Linked DNA regions of Mus musculus: all the other regions are linked to region 4. A link is a contact called in public HiChIP or PLAC-seq and promoter capture Hi-C data. All regions are on one chromosome and are shown on one strand. The core of a region is the stretch at or near the end of the contact, and the rest is flanking DNA. Distances in the headings are between cores, read along the strand shown.

Evidence for each region. Promoter capture Hi-C pulls out the DNA fragments that hold promoters and counts their contacts. HiChIP or PLAC-seq counts read pairs in DNA pulled down with a chosen protein or histone mark.
Region 1: a contact with region 4 is called in an HNF4G HiChIP or PLAC-seq map of pancreatic cancer cells. The contact joins the promoter of Mylk here to the promoter of Sec22a in region 4. A contact is called at or near these places in 2 of 115 datasets of contacts at active chromatin or transcription factors (bone marrow-derived macrophages and pancreatic cancer cells).
Region 2: a contact with region 4 is called in a promoter capture Hi-C map of liver, with 2.4 times the contacts expected there. The contact joins the enhancer-like site here to the promoter of Sec22a in region 4. A contact is called at or near these places in 2 of 39 promoter capture datasets (hippocampal neurons and liver).
Region 3: an H3K27ac HiChIP or PLAC-seq map of large pre-B cells shows a contact between it and region 4, with 2.4 times the contacts expected there. The contact joins the promoter of Kpna1 here to the promoter of Sec22a in region 4. A contact is called at or near these places in 2 of 39 promoter capture datasets (hippocampal neurons and pre-B cells) and 1 of 115 datasets of contacts at active chromatin or transcription factors (large pre-B cells).

What each region holds. Positions count from the first base shown.
Region 1 is chr16:34,783,645-34,786,344 of GRCm38.p6, reverse strand. It overlaps Mylk (myosin, light polypeptide kinase), which reads right to left and starts at 1,395. Exons shown (of 32, transcript NM_139300.3): 1 at 1,318-1,395. The coding sequence starts at 1,341.
Region 2 is chr16:35,947,816-35,950,705 of GRCm38.p6, reverse strand. It overlaps Parp9 (poly (ADP-ribose) polymerase family, member 9), which reads right to left. Exons shown (of 11, transcript NM_030253.3): 4 at 2,352-2,890. Among named protein-coding and RNA genes, the nearest start is that of Dtx3l, 10 kb to the right of the region's middle. Within about 2 kb of position 1,250, at least 13 of the 459 cell types and tissues checked have an H3K27ac peak or open chromatin away from gene starts, as enhancers often do. A contact at or near this core is called in liver, where this site is marked.
Region 3 is chr16:35,982,016-35,984,948 of GRCm38.p6, reverse strand. It overlaps Kpna1 (karyopherin (importin) alpha 1), which reads right to left and starts at 1,586. Exons shown (of 14, transcript NM_008465.5): 1 at 1,441-1,586. Gm15564 (a long non-coding RNA gene) reads left to right here and starts at 1,620. Exons shown (of 2, transcript XR_001781900.2): 1 at 1,620-1,897.
Region 4 is chr16:35,362,660-35,365,560 of GRCm38.p6, reverse strand. Sec22a (SEC22 homolog A, vesicle trafficking protein) reads left to right here and starts at 1,643. Exons shown (of 7, transcript NM_133704.4): 1 at 1,643-1,737.

The DNA.
Region 1 (2,700 bases), core at 146-2,645, 580 kb after region 4:
TAACAATGAAGCATTTGCAACTGCGGTTTGATGTGCTATTGTTAGGCAGTTAGGTCCCAGAGAACACTGAAGGTCATTGAAGATGAACCCCTGCCTCACAGTCAGCAGCTTGTAATACCGGGAACTGAGCCTGTAGGACTCTGGTTACTGGTCAAAGGAATGGGATTTGGGACATCCTGGCCCTAGGTGAAGACATGACTTTCCAAACTTCTCAGGGACCGTTTGATTGCTATCTAGAGGACATGATTTACAATCTATAGTCAGTAAAGTGCTTGCTACATAAACCCCAGAGCCTCAGGTCAATCCCCAGTACCCATGTCAAACCTAGGCCCAGGGGTGTGCACCATAAGCCCAGCTCTGGGAAAGCAGAGATAGGAGGATCTCTGGGACTTGATGGCCAGCTAGTCTAGTAGTCTAGAGAGAATGTGGAGCTCCAGGGTCAGAAAGAGATCTTTTTTTTTTTTTTTTTTTTTAGATTTATTTATTTATTATATGTAAGTACACTGTAGCTGTCCTCAGATACTCCAGAAAAGGGCATCAGATTTCGTTACAGCTGGTCGTGAGCCACCATGTGGTTGCTGGGATTTGAACTCAGGACCTTCGGAAGAGCAGTCGGCGCTCTTAACCACTGAGCCATCTTGCCAGCCCCTCAGAAAGAGATCTTGTCTCAAAAATAAGGTAGAACCTAAGGTGGCAAAGGGAACTCACCTCCCTCACCGTGGAAACAATAGAAAGTTATATATGTACATGACACAGGTTATATACACAAAATACCAAAGGATGACCCATGGTTTTGAAACCTGAGAATATTTGCTACTGTACAACTGGCCACAAAAGGTACCATCTGTGTTCAACAGGCTTTCTCTGTGTCTGTTACTACAAGAGCCTTCTCCATAAACAGAAGGCGAGCACATCTGCGATCTGTGTGTGTGTGTGTGTGTGTGTGTGTGTGTGTGTGTGTGTGTTCTCTCAGGCAACCTGAAACAGCTCACTGACATACAACCAGCTGTGGTTATAGGCTCAGTAACAGGGTCCCACTATATCCTCCAAACCAAGGAGGTCTGCCTCCCTACAAAGACAAAAGAGAATTCAAAATTGGGCAGAGTTCATCAGAGGGGTGCCCTGGAAAGTCGGGAGGGGAAGTTTCAGGACTCATGCATGAATAATCTCTAGCAGAAGCTGGAAGCCCCCTCCCCACCCCTCCACCCTTTCAGATTTTGTCCTGGCTGCTCCCAATGACACTTCTCATTGACTCTAAATTTTTACTGGCTAAGCCAAGGCCAACAAGTAATTCTAAAAAAATCATTGTACTCTCACCTTCCCAGGTAACTGGCCAGACATGCTTTCACATAAAGGCTCTCTTGGAAACCCAGGCAGAGACACGAGTTCCCCTCTACAGCTCTCCAGGATCCTGAGGCAGAATGGTCAACAGCAGCAGTACTTAAGCCCTGCTGACTCACCAGTGCCTTCTCTGTGGTCGGCTGTGGTAACTGGTAGGAGGGCCAGGGAAGGGCCTGGAGAACTGCTTCCGGCCCTGCACGTACCAGGGAATGTTCTGAACTGCAGCTCAGAAGCCACAGGGGTGGGGAGAAGAAAAGGAAAAAAAAGGAGAAAGGAAAGACAAACCAATCAGAGACAGACATGTCAAAGAGTATAAGAGCAGCCAGGAACATTACCTTGTGCTCAAGGAAGTCTCACAGGTGATAGTAAGGGGTGCTACAAACTTGGAGTTCAGAAACAACAGTTCCAAGAAGAGCCTTCTTCACCATGGAAGACTGATGGGCAGTATTCTGGTCAGGATGAAGGACTGGAAAGGGGTCTGGCACAGGTGAGGGAGAAGGGCTTTGGTTCTGACGAGGGTGAGGGAGAAGGGCTTTGGGTGCCACCTCCAGGCAGTGAAGGTATAGATGGATGACAGGGTCTTCTGGAGAAGTTGCCTGGGTAAGCTGAGGCCTGGCTTGAGAGACACTGCCACGGATAAAGGGCTGACAGAGCTAAAAGAAAATAATACAGTGTGGAAGAAGAATGGCCTCAGAGGCAAGTGTCCCTCTGACAGACTGGGCCTCTGTTCTTTGTTTCTCTAGAATTCACATCAAGGCAGCCGACAGAGTCCACCCACTCCATCAAGTCCAGGACACTAAAGGTCTCTCGTCTCCTTTCTTCAGAGACCTTTGCTCCTTCTGGAGGCAAATTTTACATTTTTACGCGGGAAACTAATGCCTTTAGAAGACCCATTTCTCTCAAAGTGCAGGTTCGTGGATTTTGCCCTCTGTAGCTTGTTTCTACCTTTCCTGAGCTATGCTACTTTATGAAGGGCAAACCTAAAGGGAAATGGGCTCTCATCATGGCATATGGGAAGCCAGGAGGCTACAGAATGAAAGATCCTTGTGAGGTCCCTTAATGAAGCACAAAGGAGCCCCAGAGGGCTCCTTCACACAGAGTTGATGGCTTCCTTCCTACTTTGAGGCACATTCTAAAGAACTGTGAGTAACTGGGCTCTTAGAGGAATGCAATGGCTGGGCCTACCTCGGTCTCCTGGCTGGATACTCCATCCATCTGGCAGGAAGCACCAACTTTGTCCTATTTGGCCACAAGACCAAGTGGACACAGTCAGGATGGGCATTTCTGCTTCTCTTCTGTGCTAAGTCAGACGGAAGACAAAGCGGAAGCTCAGCTCTTCTGCTGCTGGCGGAGAATTCC
Region 2 (2,890 bases), core at 1-2,500, 590 kb before region 4:
GACTGCTCTTCTGAAGGTCCCGAGTTCAAATCCCAGCAACCACATGGTGGCTCACAACCATCTGTAAGGAGATCTGACTCCCTCTTCTGGTGCGTCTGAAGTCAGCTACAGTGTACTTACATATAATAATAAATAAATCTTAATATAATAATATATTATTATTAATAGTCTTTTTTATTTTTTTAAGATTTATTTATTTATTATTATATGTAAGTACACTGTAGTTGTCGTCAGACACTCCAGAAGAGGGAGTCAGATCTCCTTACAGATGGTTGTGAGCCACCATGTGGTTGCTGGGATTTGAACTCGGGACCTTCAGAAGAGCAGTCGGGTATTCTTACCCGCTGAGCCATCTCACCAGCCCATAAATAAATCTTTTTAAAAAATAACATTTCTGCTTAAATGTTAAATGCCACACTAACGACTCCTCAGATCGTTCACTTCATGGAGTCTCCTCAGCCTTCGCTCTGATATCTCATAGGCTGTAAGCGCTACTCTCCCTGACAGTTAATTATAATTTGATTGTGGGGACTGGAGAGATGGCTCAGGGGCTAAGAGCACTGACTGCCCTTCTAGAGGTCCTGAGTTCAATTCCCAGTAACCACATGGTGGCTCCCAACCATCTGTAATGGGATCTCATGCCCTCTTCGGGTATGTTTGAAGACAGCTACAGTGTATTCATATACATAAATAAGTAAATCTTTAAAAAGATAATAATAACTTTAAACTTCAGTGTGTCCAGCCAGGCTGATCATTTCCTGTCTGTCTCTCTGACCAAGTCACTCAAGCCTCCCTGATAGCCTTCCTCCTGCTAGTTCACAACTCCCCCAACCTAAGATCAGCCTGCTTCTCCCAGGGCAGGCAATCAAACCCATGCTAAGCAAGCATTCTGCCACCAAGCCAGCCAGCCCAGGGGTGCTTCTAGAGGGGCACCATCAGTAGGGCTTTCTTCTCTGCCCTGTCACCGTTACTTTTTGCTACCTCTGTGTCCCTGATCCTTGGGCTTCCACCTCAAATTACTGTGATTACAGGGACAGGCCACCATGCCCTGCTGTATTCCTAAGTACTATTTTTTGTTTACTGTTATTGATAGTTTGCTTCAGCAATGCCGAGTGACTTGTTTCCCCAGTGAGATTGCCAAATAAAAGTTTTTTTTTAAAGATTAAAAATAGGCTAGAACTAGAGAGATAAGTAACTCAGTCAGTAAAGTACTTGCCAGAGACCGTGTGAAAAAACCCAGATGTGGTGACAAGCACTCACGATCCCAGCCAAGACAAGTTCCCTGGGGCTAGCTAGCCAGTAAGGCACAGCCCGCCTGACAACTTCCAGACCAATGAGAAACTCTGTCTCAAAAATAGAAGGGTAGACAGTACTTTAGGAAGACAACCAAAGTTAACCTCTCCACATGTGTGCACATGTGTGCGAACCCTACCCCCACCTCCAAGCATGCATAGACCCACAAATATACACCTATCAGCACACATATTGATACACATACACACTCATACACACATACATACACACACCTACATACACACTTACTTACTTACTTAATTAATTAATTAATTTCAGTGCTTAGCCGAGGCATAGTAGCCTTTAATCCCACCTTGGAGGCAGAGGCAGGTGGATCTCTGTGAGTTCAAGACCAGTCTGATCTACATACCAAGTTCCAGGATAGCCAAAGCTCTATAGAGACCTTGCCTCAAAAAAAATAAAAATCTAGTGTTTGAGGCTGAGGCAGGAGGATCATGAGTCTTGGATGACGTGGTAGAAAGCAAACATTGTTTCAAAAATAAACAAACAAGAGGCAGGCGGATTTCTGAGTTCGAGGCCAGCCTGGTCTACAGAGTGAGTTCCAGGACAGCCAGAGCTATACAGAGAAACCCTGTCTCAAAAAAAAAACAAAAACAAAAACAAAAAAACAAAAACAAAAAACAACAACAAAAATAAACAAACAAACAAACAAAAATAAAGAAATAAGAGAAAGCTTAAGTTCTTTGGGATTAAAGAGTATTCTAATCGCTTCTGGTTCCTAAGAATCAGAACCTAATCATTATAACTCCCACATGACCGTGTGCCACACACAACTGTAGCCATCTCTTGGATAATGACTCTGCTTTCAGATGTTTAAGTGCTGCTACGTGTTTTAAAGGAAGGACTGAAGACGGAAAGAAAGAAAGCCTTTGAGTTAGGATAATGAAGCTAGTCTCTAATCCAGATGGCCTGGCCCTGACAGTCACACACTCTAATCCCCAAAAGATACATCTTACAGCCTTCCACTTTAAGCATCTTAGTGATTAACCATTAATTCCAGGACTCCCCTCTGCCAGGGAATAAAAACAAAAACTTACTGTTTGCATTTCAATACAGCCTTGGACAATCTGGAGAGTCAGGCCCCGGCCGATGCGAAGAGTCATGGTGGAAGCAGGGTCAGTTTCTGGACCCCCCCAAGAGCTCAGGTCCCTCCCTAGGATGCTTTCTGAGGCGGATTTAAAGGACGCAACAGTGGGGTCCTCATTGCTCACCAGATGAATCTCTCTCAAATTACCGAACATTTGCTTGTCTTGGAAATAAAGCCGGATAGTTTCTAAAATTATGCTTGTACACAAATCCAGAGGGAACTGGAAAATTCCAGAGCTCAGGGCTGGAATTGCTACTGTCTTAATGCGTAGATCATATTTGGTGACATAATCTAGAATGTTCCTAATGGCAAATTTCAGTAATTCGATAGCTGTCTGGCTGTTCGTAACTGTCCACCGAGGTCCAACCGCATGGATAATCAAATGGCAAGGAAGTCTCCCCGCACCGGTGATAGCGATTCCACCAACTGAGATTTTACCAACGTTGGCAATGATTCTTTTGCTCTCTTCTTGGATTTCAAAGCCACCAG
Region 3 (2,933 bases), core at 337-2,836, 620 kb before region 4:
AAAAGTAAGTATATAAATAAGTAAATGTTGTACACATCATGAATACAAATTTATACTAACACCCGCACGTGCAGGCATGCTGTAACCCCAAACACTTGAGAGGCTGAGGCAGGAGTGTTTTGAGTTCAAGACAACCAATGTAATGCTAGGCCAGCCATGACTAAATAGTGAGACTTGTCTCAAAAACAAAGAAAAGGCAACCTACAGGCAAGAAGGTTGGGACTAGTTAGTACCTACTTTGATATCTAGACTGATGGAAATTTTGAACTGACTGTGTAGTTTCTGTGTGACTCTGAAATCCTGCCACCCCGAAGGCCAGGGCAGGATAAGAAGCTCAAAGCCAGCCTACCAAACAAAACCCAACCTCAAAAAAAAACAGGCTGGGCAGTGGTGGCGCACGCCTTTAATCCCAGCACTTGGGAGGCAGAGGCAGGTGAATTTCTGAGTTCCAAGACAGCCTGGTCTACAGAGTGAGTTCCAGGACAGCCTGGTCTACAGAGTGAGTTCCAGGACAGCCAGGGCTACACAGAGAAACCCTGTCTCGAAAAAAAACAAAAACAAAAACACAAAAAAAAGAGGAGGAGGAGGAGGAGGAGGAAGGAGGTGTTTGACGGAACTCTTTTAAGAGGGAAAAGGCCAGACAATAGTGTTTAATATCTCAAAAGCATTTCTCGGTGGCTGATTCCTATAGTAATTTACCAAGCCGAAGTTTAAGCCTTAAAATCAATTCATGTGAAACTTTTCATTGAAAAGTGGTTTGGAAGCAGCTGCATTCAACCCACACATTCTTTCTTGCCGATGTCCCTGATCCCAGTCACCCTCCAGTTTTCTGCTCCCAATGCGAGCCTCAGCTAAGGCTTGGCGGTTTCCCTCGCATCGCCGGCTCACACAGCCGACCAACTTGTCATTGCTATAATTACCACACCCCCGTCAGCAGCTCCAGGCCCGCGTAGTTATGACATCTGTAAACTGCAAGCCTCCCGTCTCCACCCCCACCTCCCTCCAAACACCGGCCCCGGTGGTAACCTGCCAACTCCCCGATCGGCCCCGCACGCCTCGGCCTCAGCCACCGCACTCCGCGCCGCCCGCCCCCGCCCTCAAGCTAGCGCGGCGCGCAGACTCCGCGCCGCCGCCCGGCGCCCCGCAGTCCCCGACGCCGCTTCCACCGCCGCGCCGCGCCGCGCCGCCCCGCCCCGACCGGCGTTCCTCACGGCGAGCACCAGCGTTCCCCACCCCCACCCCGCTCCGCCGCCGCGCGGCCGTTAGGACCGCCGGGCCCGTGACGCACCGGAGCGACGCGAGGGTCCGGTCCCCGGCGCGCCCGAGCCAGCTCCGGCTTCCGCCCGCGTCCGCCTTCGCCCCGGGGCCTCCCTCGGGTCCGCGGAGGGGGACCCAGAGCCGCCCGCCGAGGGGGAGGGGCCGCGAGGTGCCCCCACTCACCGGCTCCAGGCGACCGGTCCCGGTGCCACTACGAAGAGGGAGACGCTCGCTCTTGGCCCGCCCGCTGCGCCTCTTCTGCGCACAACCTTGACCAGCCGGCGCGCACCACGGCGGCGCTCACCAGGCCTCGCTCTCCGCTGCCGCTCACAGAGCCGCGAGACCCAGCTCAGCCGGCGTGCGCACTGCGCCTGCGTGCGGGGGCCGGCCGGCGCGCCTGCGTGCGCTTCTCCGCCGCCTGCCGCAGGGGCTGCCGGGAAGCGGAGTCTCCGAGCGTGGACGCCCTAGGCTAGCGGCGGCCAGGGAAAAGGCGGCGGCCAGGGCGTGGGTCTCTGCGGACCAGGTTGGCAGTCAGTAAAAGCGCAGACATATAGAAGTTATGGAAACAAACTTGTCCTTACTAAGCTCTTCCAGAATGGACGGATTCCCCCTCACATCAATATAGCTTCCCTCTCACATGGTAGGTACCTCACAGCCGAGCATGCTTATTGGATGAATGATGGCATGGTTGGAGGCTGAGGGAGTATTACAAAATACGTCAGTGTCTCACGTTCAAAGAATTCACATGCAACCCGTTTGCAGGAACTTTCTGGGTATTCTCTTCAGTTCTCACCCATCTTACCCGGTAATTTATTAGTATCATATAACATTAAATCGCTTTTTGAGCCTAGCATGACGGTAACGCACGCCTGTATTTTCAGCTCTAGGAAGTCTGAGGCAGGAGAATGGCGAATTCTAGACCAGCATTACTACGTAGAAAGACCCCTATCTCAAAAACGGCAATTTCCAGCGAAAATATTTGCGTTGCTATGAGAAGGCACGCTAAAACAAAATATTTAGGGAAATGACTTAACCGTTACATGATAGAATTTTTTTTTCTTTCTGGGGAGTAGAGCGGTGGCTTCAAAGGAACACTTTAAGACAGCAAGTAGAGGTCACAGGAAAATCACAACCACAGGACACGGTTTAACAAGTCAGTTTAAAAGGAATACTGAGGAGCACCGGACATGAATCTGTAGAACCCCCGAAGGGAGACCCTCACTCAAGTCTCAGGGATCGCGAGCCCAGAAAGCCACAGTCACGCTTGCTGCAAACACACGAGGTTTTTAATGGCACACAAACCAGCATGCTGAGGTCGAGACCCATACACCACGCAGGGGTAGAGGAGTCTGACCCCAACCCTATTTTCCAGCAGGTTTATAAAGGTAAAAACCAGAACCTAGGGGGAGGATGGGAGAGGAAACAGGGGAAGTCTAGGGGCGGATATTTACTTCAAGGCACCTGGGACATTGAAACATTTTGTGGTTGTTTTTCCCAAGAGTTCCAGGGAATTAGGCCATCTGGCCGGGGGCGGGGGCCCATGTTCTCAGGGCAGTCATTATTTTATTTTTTTACTCTTCATTTCCCCACTTCTTCTTGTGAGTAGCTCTAATCTTAGAGCGACCCCTCTTCTTCTTTCGGCAAAGTCAGGTACTGTTGTCGGAGCACCATTACCT
Region 4 (2,901 bases), core at 394-2,893:
TAAGAATTACCAAATACATAATTAGTTCAGATCTCCCCTCTGAGCCCTAGGCATACTTATCCCCAACTGCCTCTTGACATTCCCATTTATAGGTCTTCAAATTTAACATAGCCCACATGTTTGCTACACTTTGAGAATCCTAATGGCTTCTTAACCCATCTAGTTACCTAAGGCACCATGTTTAATAGTCTCCTTTATTTTGACCTGCTCCAGAAAATCAGTCCATTAAGACCCATGAACTCCACCTATGATTTATTAATATCTTGAAATTGTCCATCTCTTTCTGCCTCTACTGCCATTATCTTTGTTTAAGCCACCATCATTTGTGGCCTTGACCAATACAACTGCCTCCAAACTGGCCCATCAGTAACCCTTCTTGCTCCCTATCCATCCATCTCCATAAACAGCAAAATGAGCTTTAAAATATGTAAATCAGATCCTACTTAAGAATCTTTATTAGCTCTGTGAATTGATCTTAGGGTGTGTTGCTGAAGTCTGAACTGTATAAAGTAGCCAAAGAGAGTTAGACCTTGCCTCATCTCAGCCTAAACTTCTTGCCCCTACATACTTTCTGCTTTAGGCTTTTTATTGATGAAATTAACCATAGTGACCAAAGGCAACTGGGTGTGGAAAGGATTTATTTCATCTACGAAAAGAAGTGAGGGCAGGAGCTCAAGGCAGGGATCTGGACAGGAAGTGAGGCAGAAGTCATGGAGGAGTGCTGCTTACTAGCTTGCTCCCCATTGCTTGCTCAGCCTACTTTCTGGTACAACATAGAACTACCTGCACTGGGGTGAAGACCGCCCACATTGGGCGGGGCTCTCCTGTATCATCGTCAATCAAGGCAATATCCTACACACTTGCCCACTAGGCTAATTTTACAGAGGGTTTATCAAGATTCCTTCTTCTAGCTATGTGAAGGTTTCTGTCGAGTTGACAGAAACCAACCATCACGACTTCCTAGTACAGTTAAATGCTCACAAATCATGTTTCCAGGGTCTAGAACATTTTTAAGGGTCCCTTAATATACCTTGACCTTAAAAGGTACGTAATCATGGAGCTCTTCCCCGACAGTCCACAACTCATTCATCAATGTACCTATTAGTTTTTCTTCACAGTACCAGTCAAATGTACATTTCTGTAACAATTTACCTTAATGCCTTTTATTCCTATTACACCTTAAAAGGAGTGCTGTGGACATTCCTGTAAAACATGCTTAAGATGCTGCCGACCATTTAATTGACATTCAGCATATCCTTGTTTAATAATACTTAACCTCGTGAAGGCTGGGAGGAGCTACTGAGGCTTTTCTCTCTGTTTTGCTAAGTTTCTTTGTGTAGTGCCTGATGGAAGAAGATCCTTTCCCTGTTCACCAGAGAGAGCTTTTCCTCTGTCCCGAGTGGCGCACGAGAGACAAACTGCTTCCCGACACAAAGCAGCAGGTGAAGGAGATTAGCCTTATTTCCGAAGGACAGCATAATTCTCTTCTTAGAAGAGAAGGCAATCTCCTGGCGCAGGTGCAGGAAAACCTGCCAATCTCCGCCGGAGGAGGCGGGGATAGGGCGGGCCTCGGAAAGGGGCGGGTCTTTGGATGCTTCCCACGGCGTCCGATAGGCCCGTGCGAGCTCCGCCGGCGCCAGCCACGTTGGACGCGGGCATCCCCGCTGGAAGGCCACTCCCGGCCCCACAATGCACTGCGTGGCACGTCACTCCGAGCCGCGGGTCCCGGAGCGACAGGTATGGCCCGGCCCCTCTTTTCAGCTTCCTCTGGGTCTCCCGGAGCTCTGGCCGGCTGCTCGCGCCGCTCTCTCGGAGTTCCACCTCGGCTTGACCGGTAGTTGTCCGAGCCGGAGCTTGGTGGCGGTGGCCTCAGAGCTTAGGAGGACGGGCGTGCAGGGTCCGAGTCCCTGCGACCTAGGGCTGCGAGCCTCGCGGGCGGCGGTTGCTGTTTAGCAGGCCTGTCCTAGGATGGGCGGCTGGAGTAGGGGCTGCTGACGGGGAGGGACGGCCGTCCCGGGCTGCCAGCGAGCCGTAGTGTTGACTCCCTGGCTCCCGATGTCAGCAGCACACCGACTCACTCGGGCTGGTAGGTGGCCCGAGAGAGCTTGAGGTGGCATTCCTACTTTCTTTTGGGCGGGGTAGCTTGTACCCTGTGATTTGTGAAGTCTGAATGGGCGTTGCAGTTGGACATCTTACTCGTTGGCTCTGGGAAATCCCGTGAGGCCCTGTTTTAAAGGTGCTTTGCGACTCTCTGTGGCAGAAAAGAGACCTGAGAAATTGGCTCCACAAGTGGGGAGTCTCCTGCTGCTTAGCTTCCGGGATCACCATCACCTGGGGGCAGGTGGAACTCTTCAGAACCCGCCCCTCCTGTGCTTAACCCTGGGCAGAGCCTGGGTGTCCCGCCAGGCTACACGTGATAGAATCCCAGCGGATTAGTACAACCACCATTTTTTTAAAAAACGGAATCACATTCCATGTTACTGGTACCCACTCGTTTGCCAGTACCGTGAGAAGTCGGTTTCTTAAACAATACTTAGAACTTCTAGTGTGTAAAGGAAGACTTGAGAGCTGAACCTGACACCCGTAACCAAAAGTTACTAAAGGATCGGCCGTTTCCACTTAAGAAGATCACATCAGTTTAGTACTTGATTTTTAGAGACTGGGTAAAGTTTAAGTATATTTTAGTTTGGTGTATGAAAAGACACTAGCAAAGAGATACTTGCCACCTTCCTCTCCATGTAGTAACGAAGCCTGGGTATGTTTAGAGGCAGTGTCTTATAGAGTTATTAGAGTTAGTAACAACTTATTACTTACTAGGGGTTGAACAAATGACTTAAGCTTTTGGAACCTGTGTTTCTTCCAAAGCAAAGTGAAACAAATACCCAACCTTACCGGTTCCCG